Regions from separate parts of the Anas platyrhynchos genome. Here region 1 is linked to region 2. A link is a contact called in public Hi-C data. All regions are on one chromosome and are shown on one strand. The core of a region is the stretch at or near the end of the contact, and the rest is flanking DNA. Distances in the headings are between cores, read along the strand shown.

What was found. Hi-C and Micro-C count contacts between places; a contact is called where the count stands out from the background.
Region 1: a Hi-C map of subcutaneous adipose tissue shows a contact between it and region 2, with 1.5 times the contacts expected there. The contact joins two enhancer-like sites. A contact is called at or near these places in 3 of 8 Hi-C or Micro-C datasets (F1 follicle, skeletal muscle and subcutaneous adipose tissue).

Annotation. Positions count from the first base shown.
Region 1 is chr2:151,499,881-151,506,370 of IASCAAS_PekinDuck_T2T, reverse strand. No RefSeq gene overlaps it. Among named protein-coding and RNA genes, the nearest start is that of PAXIP1, 49 kb to the right of the region's middle. Within about 2 kb of position 4,255, at least 2 of the 8 cell types and tissues checked have an H3K27ac peak or open chromatin away from gene starts, as enhancers often do.
Region 2 is chr2:151,355,039-151,361,394 of IASCAAS_PekinDuck_T2T, reverse strand. No RefSeq gene overlaps it. Among named protein-coding and RNA genes, the nearest start is that of INSIG1, 40 kb to the right of the region's middle. Within about 2 kb of position 1,539, at least 1 of the 8 cell types and tissues checked has an H3K27ac peak or open chromatin away from gene starts, as enhancers often do.

The sequences.
Region 1 (6,490 bases), core at 3,006-5,505, 140 kb before region 2:
TGCTGCAGAGGAAGAAAAAACATCTCTGCTCATTTTAATAAGGCGCTGATGGATTGCACTAATCGGTTACAATAACATTTCAGCACCTTCCTCGTGCAGATCTAACTGCTGGGTAACCCTGGGGTGTTTGCCTTCAGCCTGGACCAGGACCCGGTGCAGCTACTGGGGAAAGGGGCAGCAATATAAATGGTGCTGGATGTGACCCTTGTTGGGTCCCGACCCGGCCTGGGTTTATTTATTTAAGCTTTCCCAGCACAGCTTTGAAACCCCTGCTGCTTCCCAGGTATTAAACCCCAACAGCTGTGCAGATGGACGCAGCCCCCATTCCCCCAGGTGAGGCTCCTCAAATCACTGGAACAACTTTCAGAGCAAACCCACATCACCCAAGATATTGTGGATTAGTAAAACCCACCCCAGAGTGAAGGCACAGCCAGAGAGCACGGGCTGGGATCCTGGTGATGGAGAGGAGGGCAGGGAGGTGATGTGCCCTCCGTTGGCTGCTATCACTGATGGCTGACATAAGCAGGCATATCTGGAGGCCATCTGGTGCAATCCCACAGCCTTCAAAGCACCTCATGCTTTTGGAAGAAGATCCCACCACAGGTGTCACCCAAACTGGAAGGGGATGGGTGGGTGGCCCCGGGGTTAAAGTTTCCAAGCAGAAATAAAGCAGAGATGCAAGAGTAGGAGAGTAAGAAGGAGACAGCCCCGGGGTGTCAAGGGAGCAGGCACTTTCCCCTGACCTGCAGCTGCCCAGCAAAGCTCAGGTGGCTGGAAGGGAAATGGATCTTCGTACTGCTGCATGTGCATCCCTCCCAGGAGCGAGGGATGGGGCAGGAAGAGGGAGTCACATCCACCAGGTTTTTAGTGGCACACTGCAAAGCGCTCCAGTGCTGTAGAGATTACAGCCTTGAAGCATGGGAAGAGCTGAGAATAACCTTTGTGTCTGTGTGTGTAAAACGTTACAAAAATAGAAAAATGAAAAGAAACAAGAAAAAAGCAGCAGCAAACAAGTCCAAGGTAATGCTGGCCATTACATGTGATTTCAAAGGCTGAATTTCTGACTTGTTTTAAACCAAGGTTGAGTCTCTTTCAGACTTACTGCTTAGATTACAGTCTTGCTCTGAAAGGGAATATATCTACCTCTCCGTGCCAGCGACGAAAAATGTTGCTATTCACATCTCATTGGAGGTGCTAGAAGAAAGTAAGCGCTGCCTGTAAATAAGCTGCCTCAATAATTAATTGCCAGCACAGGCAGCACAATAGAAAAGCTCCAGAAATAAGTTACTGCAAACACAATTTCAGACTAACAGTGCATGAATAGCTTTTGAAAAAGCCTCCAAAAAAAACAGACCTTGAGTTTTGGAGAGAGGTAAAACACCACCAATCAACCTGTCTCTGCTGTTCTCAACGGGAGGCCTCAGCCTAATCGACATCAGGTGGGGCAGCATGCAGCCCAGAAAGGAACCCTCATTGGCCCCCATAAAGGAAATACAAAGGGACAAAAAAGAAAAAAAAAAAAAAAGGCTGAAAGTAGCAGGGGTGTGAGTTGGGGCATGGTGAAAGAGAGTGGAGAAGATGGGGATGGGAATGGGTGGATGGATGGGTGGAGAGATTGGATGGATGGATGGATGGATGGATGGATGGATGGATGGATGGATGGATGGATGGATGGATGGATGGATGGATAAGGTCTGTGAACATGGTCAGTGATAAAAACCCAGGTACAGAGATAGCAGACACATGACAACCACAAGAATCTTCTGCTCAAGGAAGCTTCATCCAGCAGCAATGGGAAGAAGAATGACCAAGGATGGTTAGATCTCTTTGGCTCCTGCCACGAAGCATGGATGTTGGCTGGACCCTCCCCTGGAAAATGCCAAGTATGGGATGTGTAGAGGTCGAAACATTTTGATGTGACTGGGGTGCCACAGGCTTGGCCTTGCCAGAGGGACACCTTGATGGTCAATCCCTCAACCCATGCAACCACGGGTTGTATCGCATGCTGTTGGGAGAGCAGACAGGCAAGGGCTGAGGGTGCACTTGGTGCAGACTTTACCCAGGACGAGGCACCGGCATGGTTACGTACGTGCCTATGTGCATGCACATGACACAGCAGCCAGACTCTTTAAAAAGAGGTAAAAGAGGGAAGGAGACCTTTTAGGCCAATTCAAAGCTCACTTGAAGATATCATTAGCAAGTAGGAGAGGGGTGGCACTGAAAGGAAGCAAGAAGGAGAGATTATAAACAGGAAAGGAAGAGAAAAAATATGCATCCAAGTGAAATTTATAATTCCCATGTAAATGAAAGAAGTAATGATGCACATCAGACTAATGAAATTATCCTGCAGACTGACTACTAGCTAATGAAATTGCTTACTTAGCATACAGTAACTGAGCTGCAACTGGCATTGCACTGCGCTCGTGCGAGACAAAACTCTTCCCATCAGTAGCGAGAAAAATGCCACTGGGTAGAGCAAGACAGCTTTGTTTTACCCCAAACCCAGCACACAGTGCAGCCAGGACATGCCAGGCATGGGGTCAGCACAGGAGGGCTCGGCTGGGGGCTGTGTGTTGACAGCTCCACTCGTGGGTGCTGGAGCACAGAATTCAAATCCTGTGTCTTCTGGTTCGTGGGTGGGTGGCCAGGAGGAATATGGTGTGGTTGGAGCTTCATTAATTAGCAGTTGTGTGGGAGGCAGTGGAGCTGTGTCTGGAGACAGCTCTCCACAACTGTATACTACGAGCTCCAGGGCAAGACCGACAGCACTCTGCCAGAGCGCCTTTCTTACCCTTACAGCATGACGGGCTCCAGACAAGAAGTCAAAATGCTTCAGGTTTTGAACAGTTACAACTGATTTTTCTTTATATATTTTTTTTTCTTTGTTTTCTTTTTCTTCTCTTTCTTCTTCTTTTTCCCTTTTTCTTTTTTTTTTTTCCTTTCTCCTTCTCTCCTTCTCCTTCTCCTTCTCCTTCTCCTTCTCTTTCTCTTTCTTTTCCTTTTCCTTTTTCTTTTTTTTTTTTTTTTTTTTTCTCTAGGAAACACAGAAATCAGAGCTCTGCCTCATCTGCAGGAGACTTCCCAATGTTCTAAGCCTGGAAAGGAGGTGGGTAGGAGTTGGCCATGCTGGAAACCCCAAGAATGAAGGGGGCAGAAAGACATACCCAAGCTCTCCAAAGAGCAGCCCTCCAACTAAAATTACCACTTTTAGGAGAGGATTAGAGGTTAATGGATGAAAAAAAATGCCTAGACAGGAGCTGTCAGCTGCTGCTATGGCAGGCCATCCTCCTTCACTGCCTTCAGCTCATTCTTAAGGAGCTTTGGGGAGCTTGGTGCTGCCACAACATTGAAGATCAGCCTTAGATACATGCTGAATCACACCGAGTGCTTCACTTGAAAGCAAAGCACCCTCTAGATTTAAGAGACAGTAGGGATTTGATTACTTTAGATTAAATTTTATTTAAATAATAGACTAGAATAACTAGTAGAATAGTTAATAATAATAGTTACTAAAATATGCAATTCTTATAAATACTTAAAGCTTTAAACTATGCAAGTTTATCACTGATTTTTGGACATTTTTTTTTTTTTCTTTTTTGCTGTCTTTTACAGCAAAATTGTACACAACCAGAAAATTTGACTGAAGAGCTCTCCATCAGAAATTTTATCCTTCTGCATTAGGATTCAAGATAAAACACTCAGCAAAGTTCAGCTTGGTCTGCAGCCCAGTGAAAAGACATGAGACAAGTGCAGGCTCTCTGGAAATCCCACCACACACCTCCCCAGAAGACAGAAGATAACTTGCAGGGGGGATCTTTGCAGCAGGGTGCAGATGCTTCACCTGCAGAGCCATGGCCAAAGGCATGGCATCCCACTTTCCCAGGTAGATCCTTATGTCTGTCCACATGTGCTGCCTAAAAAGCCCTTTTTTAACCCCAAAGCAATCACTTCTGTGTCACACTGCAGAATAACCACCCTCATACCCATAGGAACCACTAAAGGGCTCTGGGACAAAAGCCACATCACCAAACTGAAAGGCTTTGCGAAGTGAAGCTTTGCAGAGCCAGAAAAAGAGCCTCCTCCTCCCCCAGATCAATGTTCCTTCATCCCACCTCTTCAAGGTCAGCTAAAGTTTTTCAAGAGGCATTTGCCAAGGGTTGGGCAGCGTTAGCACACCCCGTTCCTCCAAGGCCCAGCACTCTGTAACCTTCAGCCTGCCTTCATGTCGGATCCCCTGCCCCGATCCTATTATCGCTGCTCACTGGGGAGACCGGCTAGGTTTGAAGGAAGCCAGGTCTCACAGCTTGTCAGCTCTGAAATATGTTGCCTGAGGCTGCCCGGGCTCTTGCTATTCCTCTTTCAGTATGTGGGCTCAGGCAGCCTGCAGCTTTCCCCCTCTTTGCTGCGCAGATGAATTTCTCTTTTGACCACTGCCATTTAAAATGTGGGAGCTCTGTGCTGTCGGACACGTGCAGCCTTTAGCCTTACAAAACACAGCCTCGGGGGGACACAGGTCAGAGCTGTGGGTGGTCACTGTGCCTAAATGCAGCCATGCAGCAAAGCAAGGAATTGGGGATGGGCCCAATCCAGGCAATGGTGCCCCAGGCAGCAGCCCTGGGAGTGTTTCTGACCCCCGTATCCAGAGCTCTCCGGAGGGATGTGGGTGCTACACCCACTCCAGCTTGGTCACAGGCTCAAGGACAAGACACTTTTGCCCACCAAGCAGTGTTTTCCCACCTTCAGCAGTGTTGAACTAAGTGAAATCAAAACCCTCAGGCTGCAGTGCTAGCTTCTAGCTGGTTGGCAAAAGGCTCCTGTGACCATCGTGGTGCTGGGAGACCCAGGCGAGGCGCAGGACTTGCCAGAAGTTGCTTCATTCCAGGTTTGCTGCATTTCCCTGCAGCAAAAACAGAGCTTTGCCTTGCATACCCCAGCTGAGAAACACCCCTTTTATAGAGAATTCTTAGGACAAGAGGAATGGCTTCAAGCTCAATGGCTATGTCCCTCCCAGTTGCTTTAAAACCACATCCAAAGGGGATGTGTGGCACCATGCTGGCTTTGTGATCACTTGGCCATCAGAGCAGAGCCTGCAGAGCCTGGTGACACCTTTGGGAGTGCTCAAGATCCTGCAGGAGCAGGGCACCATGGGGGCTGCAGGCCAGAAATCACACAGGTTTTGCATCTTCCTTCTTCTCCTGTGGGGCCAGGGGACGTGTGAAGCTGAAGTCCGGCCACAGATGCTCTGTGTCCACCAGGAGTGAGCTGGTGGAAGCAAAGCAGGAATTGCGATCTTACTGGCCATGTGGCCCTGAAAAACTTCCCAACTCCCCCAGATGGCATTTCTGGCCCAAGCTGATGCAAACTATTCCTTGCTTGAGCTCAGGTGAGGATCCAAGCAAAAGTTCTCCCCTTCCGAGACCATCCAGGGACTGACTGTTCCCTGCCTCCTCTCCTGGTTTGGAGATGTATCTCCTTACTAAGCTTGGCACTTAATTTGGTAATTCACTTATTTTTATTTTTTTTTTAATATACATGAAAAACATAAAAACATAATTAGATCAGAAATAAATTTTTAAGCCCATTAGAAGGAGAAGGAAATTGGGATGTGCTTTTACTGCAAGACTTATGGGAACCGTTCTCTGTAAATGCACCTGGCAGATTTCTTTCTGCCCTCTTCTCTTTGCTAGCCCTGACAAATTCCAGCCCTCTGGGCAGTGTTAGTGGAGAGCTGTCCCAAGGACACCAAGGGACAAGTTGAAAACAGGCACTTGCACAATCTGGGATCTTTAAATGTCCTCAGGGACAGACGAAGCCTTCACAGCACACCTGTGAAGTTACACATGGGAAAGTCCCTGGAAAGCAGGTGTGCCTCATTCTGTTCCAGAAACCCTTTCCTTCTGCCAGAGTGAGCAGAGAGGAGATGAGCTTTCACCTGGGTAAATCCCACCACCTTGGAAACCAATAGTAAGGCACTGGTGACACTGGGCCTTGAGTTCAGTTTGGGATTTGGGGTTTAGCTTTGGGTTCAGATGATGGTGTTCCCTTGAAGAACCACCAGGAAGGCTGGCAGGGAGGGTGAGAGGTTCCAGCACGGCATACAATGGGGATGGGGACGGGCTCGGATCCCCAGGACCTTGCTCCAAACGTGCTTGGGTGCCCCGAAGGCTTGAAGGGCACGGCGACTTCCCTGAATGGTGCCTGGGCAAAATCCTAAATAGAAACATTCTCAGTGGGTGGGTGGAAGCATTAGTGGGATTTTTTTATTATTTATTAATTATTAAATATTATTGTCATTAATATTATTTAATTTATATTATTGATACAGTTATTTTTAATTTTTGATTTAAATTGGGCTTGTGGTCTTGTGTTCGCTAATGGAGGGCGGCAGGTGGCAGCAGAGGCCGCGAGGAGAGGGGCAGCGGCTCGACGAGCTGCTGGCTGTCCCCATAGCTGTCCCCACAGCTGTCCCCTGGGGACACGCGTGGCTACT
Region 2 (6,356 bases), core at 290-2,789:
GCCCATGTCTCCTGCTCCTGCATGGTGCAGCAGTCAGCAAGGACCAGAGCCATCCTTGGCCACCACATCATGAAAAAGGGGATGGAAGCAGAGGATAGAGGTGTGAGGCTGGAGCTGGGCTGGTCGTTGCTGTTGGCAGGCCCATCACTAGAGGGAGACCAAGATCTACCCTATGGCTGGTGGGTGTTCACCTCTGGCTGGAAAACAGGAAAGATAATCAGTAACATAGCATTTTCCTCTTTATTTGCCAAAAAATATTTGGGGTCCAGATCAGGGAGACAGTTTGATGTGATTACTACATCATGCAGTATAGCCTGTATGGATGCTGCATCATGTCCTCAGGATCTCCTTGATCTCCTCCCAGTTTAACACCGTGGCCCTGGTTCATGTTCTTAGCAAGCAATACCACTTGTCTGCTTTTATTACATGACTGAAAGAGGATTTGGTCGGTCTCTGTGGAGAAATGTCTACATCTGAATCACATCCATTAGGCTTCAGATACCAGCTGGGGCTTTGCCACTCGGAAAACTATTGTTGCTGTGCTTTTATGCTTTGAACCAAACAAAAATCAGAATTGATATATTAGGCTTGGAGCTGCCCTCTGCTCCTCATGATGGCCAAAATGGGATGTGCTCTGAAGGTTAATCTTGGTTTTGTCCCTGTGTGTGCCAGGAGAGGAGACTACCAAAACGTGTGGGACAGAGCTGGGGTGGCTCTGCCACTGCTGGTGCCTTGGGGTTGGTCCAGGAGGACAGCAGAGGTGTCCGTGCCAGGCTCTTCCCGCACCATAAACCTTGCTGTCACACCCAAATGAGACATGGTCATGCAAAGACTAATTGCAGTGTGAGTCCAGTGTGTCATAGCAGGATAACCACACCTGTGCAACAGGTGACACGAGCTCCACGTTTCAGGAACAACAAGCACGTAGGGAAGGAGCTCAGACAAAATCTTCTAGCAGATAGTCAGTTTCCTTTCTGAAACGAAGTACTATTTTTGGAAGAGAAAGGGTACATACATTAGCTAGTAAACCCCCTACATCTATTCTAACTTGCATGACACTCTGGTGGTTGAAGTTTCTTACCAAAGCCTTCAAGCTTCTTTGTCTAATTCATGGTGCACTTGTAATTTCTGGCCCCTTCTTGGAGCATGCACGTGAACTGATTTATTTTTTTTTTGCGGCTGGTGTTTGCTGGGTGCTCGTGGCCCCTCCGCCTCATCACTCCTCGGGGAGCAGCAGCTGCAGAAATATTTGCAGTGCAACCTGATGAGGCTCATAAAACACTGCGAGTGCAAACACGATCAGATTTACAGAGCCGCATGTGTCCCACAGCCACCGGGGGCTGCTGTCGATGGAGACGGTGACAGCCACCATTTGTCACTTGGTAAAAGGGCACAGCTCGCCTCACAGACCAGCCCTTGCTTTTATGCAGCCCTGGGTATTCATCCTGTGGGGATGCAGCCAGGCTGAGCCTGCTGGAGAGGTGCCACCAAGCTTTGCTGCCCTTGGTCTGGGCAGGGAAACAGCAGAGGAGGGTGTGGGGTTAGGAGGGTTTGTGCCAGAGGTGGAGACAGTTAGAGATGTATTAGCTTTTGCATCAGATTTCAGCATTGCAGCTGGCCTCTGCTTTCCCAAACGCAGCCCCTGCTGCCTCCCAAACCTGACTTTCTGATTTTAAAAGGCTGCTGCTTGTGCCATGGGTGTGCCACACTCACAGCTCCATCCCTCTGTAAGATCTCCTTCCATGCAAGGCCAGAGGGGGGCTTCTTGCTTGCAGCCAACCACCACGAATTCTTGCTTTCTTTGTGCAAGTGAGCTCAGTCAGAGAGCTGCTGGATACTTGTGCCCGTCACTTTTTCACATTTTGGCCATTTTTTTTTTTATTATTATTATTTTTTCCCTACTGCACCTGGCCATGCCTGACAGATAGAAGACACCCAGAAGCCTTCTGCACACACCCTGCACAGGTACAGATGTCTTCTGCACATCGAGAGAACCATCCCAATGCCACCCTTCACGTGCATGAAAATAAAAGTGTTGGCCTGCTAATCAATTCACTGTGCAGAGTAATTAGGAGAGGGTTCAAAGCAAAGAATAGAGAATGAGGGGTTAGAATAGAATGGAAGGGTGAGAACAGAGAATTAATTCCTTGCACCGTGTTTTTAAAACGCTTGCTACAAATCACGCTCTTTCCAGGCCCCAACAAAACCTAATCAGCAGTTAATCTTCTCGCAAGATAACTTCATCAGCCAAAGCAACTCATGATAGATTTATTTAACCATGGTATTAGTTCATCAAATCACAGCCTCATTATAGGCTAATCTCCTCTCTAGCCCCAGAAGGAGTCACGGACGTGACAACCCATCTCCTTCTAGCCCCAATGCCATAGCTGGGTCTGTGGATCTGGAGGAAAAACAAGGTTTTGCTTGGTCTCAGCCTGAGTCTCGTGTGTTGGATCCGGGAGGGGTTTCCACAATCTGGGAAAGATCCAAAACACTGGACATTGAATCCGGGAGGCATGAGAGTGCAGTCCTGATACAAGACTTTTAAACAAATCAAAGGGATTATGAAATGTATTAATGAAGAAAAAACACAAGGAGCAATTCATGATGAGACGGGAGCCAGTCCATGGTCAGCTCGGCTGCTGTAGCTGTGTCACAGCTCACCACAAAAAGCTTGTTTTTGTCTCCATCTGCTGCCACGTCTGGCTTTTCTGGCTCTTTAAAGAAGTCCAGGAAGTGTCAGGTCACTTGTTTTGGAGGCTCAGCATCACTTTAGAGCCACACTGCTGGCATACGTGGACAACACTTTTCTTGGAAATGTAAGGTATTGCTTAAAATAAATGGCAGGCTGATAATAACATGGTCCTCCACAGATCTCACTAAGCAATAATTCCCAGAGATTTCCAGATCTGGAAGGTTTCAGCTGGGAACAGCCCTTTCAATTTAAGCCGTCACGTTGTTAACCTCAGCAAAATTGCACAAGCAGCTGATGGAGCAGTTCCGCAGTGCTGTCAGCCAAAGCCAGAGCTCTGAACATGCCTAGTTCGGAACAATAACAAAATAAAATAAAATAAAATAAAATAAAATAAAATAAAATAAAATAAAATAAAATAAAATAAAATAAAATAAATAATAATAATAATAATAATAATAATAATAATAATAATAATAATAATAATAATAAGAGAAAAAAAAACTGTGTTGAAGCCACCTAAATACTGCAGTGGTCTGCCAGCAGAATGGTCCACAAGGATAAAACTTCTTGGCTGCTTTAAAATAAAAGTATACTCCACCAGTGTGGTTCACCACATTTTGAAGTCTACAAGAGCACTGCTGCTTTGTGTAGCAGGGAAATGAGGATGAGGAGCCGTGGCCGAAGCAGCCCAGGAGCGGTGCTGTTTGCCTGCCTCCCATTGCAGGCTTGGCAAGAAGCTGGTGACTGCAGCCAGCTGTCCTTGAATATCATTCCAGAGAAAAGGATGTCCTTAAACACCAGAAAGCCATTCTGCAAATTCTCCTTGGGTATATCTGCTCATGTTTTGGCTCCACCAAAATTCATCCTCAGCCTGGTCAACCACACATGCCATCCTTGCCCTGCTGCCCCACCATGGTGCTCCCAGCAAAATCATGCATCCAGCTCTTGGAGGCGTCCATCCTAACCCCTTTTCAGCCAGGCTAAGGTGAGATGCTCTGAGAATCCCCCTCTGGCCTGACTACATCTCTCTGTGGGCATCAAGAAGAAACAAGAAGCTTTACAGAACTGGGGTAGGCTCAGACTCCAGGTGAAGAAGCCCAAGTTTATGTGCCAGTACTGCCTCGAGTCAGTGGTCTCTGGAGAGCCTTTCAGTCCCCCACAAAGCAAGCAAACACCTACACTGCTCTGCTGACGTGTTCCACTGATGGGAACTGCAGCCCAGACTCCCACGTCACGTGGAGATGCCTACGTGGTGACACCTCATCGTGGGTGTTTCCTTTGGGATGCCGAGTCCCTCCCTGGAGGGCAAAGAAGGATTTATGGGGTTGCAGCCACCCCGCAGGAGATCTGACCTCGGAGCCACACACAGATTGTGGTTATCGTGGAGGGCAGACACCGAGCACTGACATTTTCAGGACTAGGGTCTATTGAGTTTGGGCTTGAAGAGGGCATTAAGACCAACCCAAAATGCAGCTGGGAAAGGAAAAAAAAAAAAAAGACAGGATTTTGCTGTAAGTGACCACCACTATTTGTCACTTTTCATAAGAAGATTCGATATTTCTGGCTCTGCAGCTCCAAATCCTTGCCTAATACCAAGTTATAACCTCAAATCAAAGGCAGAAAGGTCTGAAGACAAAATTTAATGATGAGGCAGCTTGGCGAGGGGGGACGGCTGATCGAGATGAACATTGTGAAAGCCGGCAGCTCACCATCAGAGCCAACCCTACAGCAAACAGACCACAAGCCCCAGATTGTCAAGAAAGTTTGTGCCTTGAGACCAAGTTGGTATTGAGATGGTAGGTGATGTGTGTGGGGAGAACATGAGGATTTGCAGTTTCGCTTGGAAGAAGCAAAGGAATGAGAAGGCAGCAGGGAAATGGAAGTGACTGCAGAGGAACCTGGTGCTTTGCCCTACCCGTTGGGGAAGGTCTTAGCACTGCAGGTGGGAGATGTGGCCATCGCAGCACGCTGTGGGATGGGAGGCAGACGGCAGCACAGCATCCTCCTGGGTGCCTCAGGTTTGTGGGCTGGGCAGGATTCAACCCAGCACGGTGAGCCACGGGCTCCCCTGGGCAACAACACCACGTTTCTTCTGTAGCACAGCTGCGGATATTGCATATCAGAGCTGTCATCGCCTTGTCCTCACCGATGGCGCTTTGAGCAAGGCTCGTGCTGGGTTAGAGCATTGTTACTTAGCAACTTCAGCCCGCTCTGTAAATGAAGTGGCGTGGAGGGCTCTTCTGCAAGGGGAGGAGAGCAGTATTTGAGGTAGGCTCTGCCCCTCTGCTCTTACCGAGGCATTTGGTGAAGCTGTTTCTTTGTACTTTTTCATCTGCATGTCACTTTTTCCTAATCTTAGACCACAAGCTTTTGGCAAATTCTACCACCTCTACACACAGCAAGAACTACAAAGTCCGTGTGTTAGACAGAGGCTCCAATGTACTTTGATAATGATGTGAGTGAATAACAATAAAGTTGTTAATTAAGCCCCATGCATTTTGTGTGTGAATACACAGATATCTGTAAAACAACAGTTATGGGCTCAAAAGAACAAAAACTGTGAAATTCATGTCTTGTTGGAGTCTGTTAATTACTGTATCAGTAGGGCCAGGCAGGCCCTGGAGTCGTGGGGTTAAGAAAATGAATGGCCCTGGATGATATTTTGTACTCTACCACAATTTGTCATAAATTCAAATGGAAAAATTAACCTTGAGTGTATAAGAGTTCCTCAGACAAAGATTCCACTTCCATCTTGGTCCAGGGTAAGGAGCTGCTCTCTGTTCCTTGTCCTGGCAGATGGGAGCCTCTGCAGCAAGCAGAGCTGTGAGGGGATGGAGGCAGCCCTCTATGGGCCTCAGGTCTGAACGTGGGACAGCAGACATTGTGAGCGTGGCACCACTGGGGAGCAAACAGCCCGTCTTCATGGGACAGGAGGAGCTGCTGCCCCACTCATGAGGTCTGGTGGAACTGAGACCTCATGAAGCCGTTCCTGCAATGCTGAGGTGCATCAGGCCAGCAATCCATGACCTAAAGGTGATCTAAAGTACCGCATGCACAAAAGGTACTTAAACCTGTCCGTACGGAGGGTAGTCCCCTGCCCTGGCCTCCAGCACCTCACACAAGGCCCACAGGACCCACCTCAAGGCCCACAACCCCAAGCATCACCCTGAAGGTGGGCGTTGGGCCAAGCAGGTTGTTCCTTCTCGGAAAACACAGCAGGACCCAGCAAGGCAATGCCCCAGGTGATATGAATGCTTGGAGCACTTTGTCAAAGGGCTGGGATGAAAAGTAAACTAGGCTGAACCGTATTCTGGAGGTTGTTATTTATGGCCACGGGAAGTGGTGGGTACCAGAAGTTCCCAAGGCATGAGCACGGCAGATTTAGCTGAGGAGGGCAGTCACTATCACAGTCTGGGACTTGGGCACCTCAATTTTTCTTGTGTCTCACCTGAAATATTTACTTATACCTACTGATTCACTAATGGCTTCATTCATTCTCTTCAGTTTTGGGGAATCCACCTTTTCCAGGATCCAGTCCATTGCCTTGTCACAAGGGTGTACACTCTTTAATACTAAAATTATGAATTTACTTTTGCTGTCTTTAATTATGTTCAAGCCACTGGGTAATTAAGGTCATGCTATATAAATGATATGTCTGGGC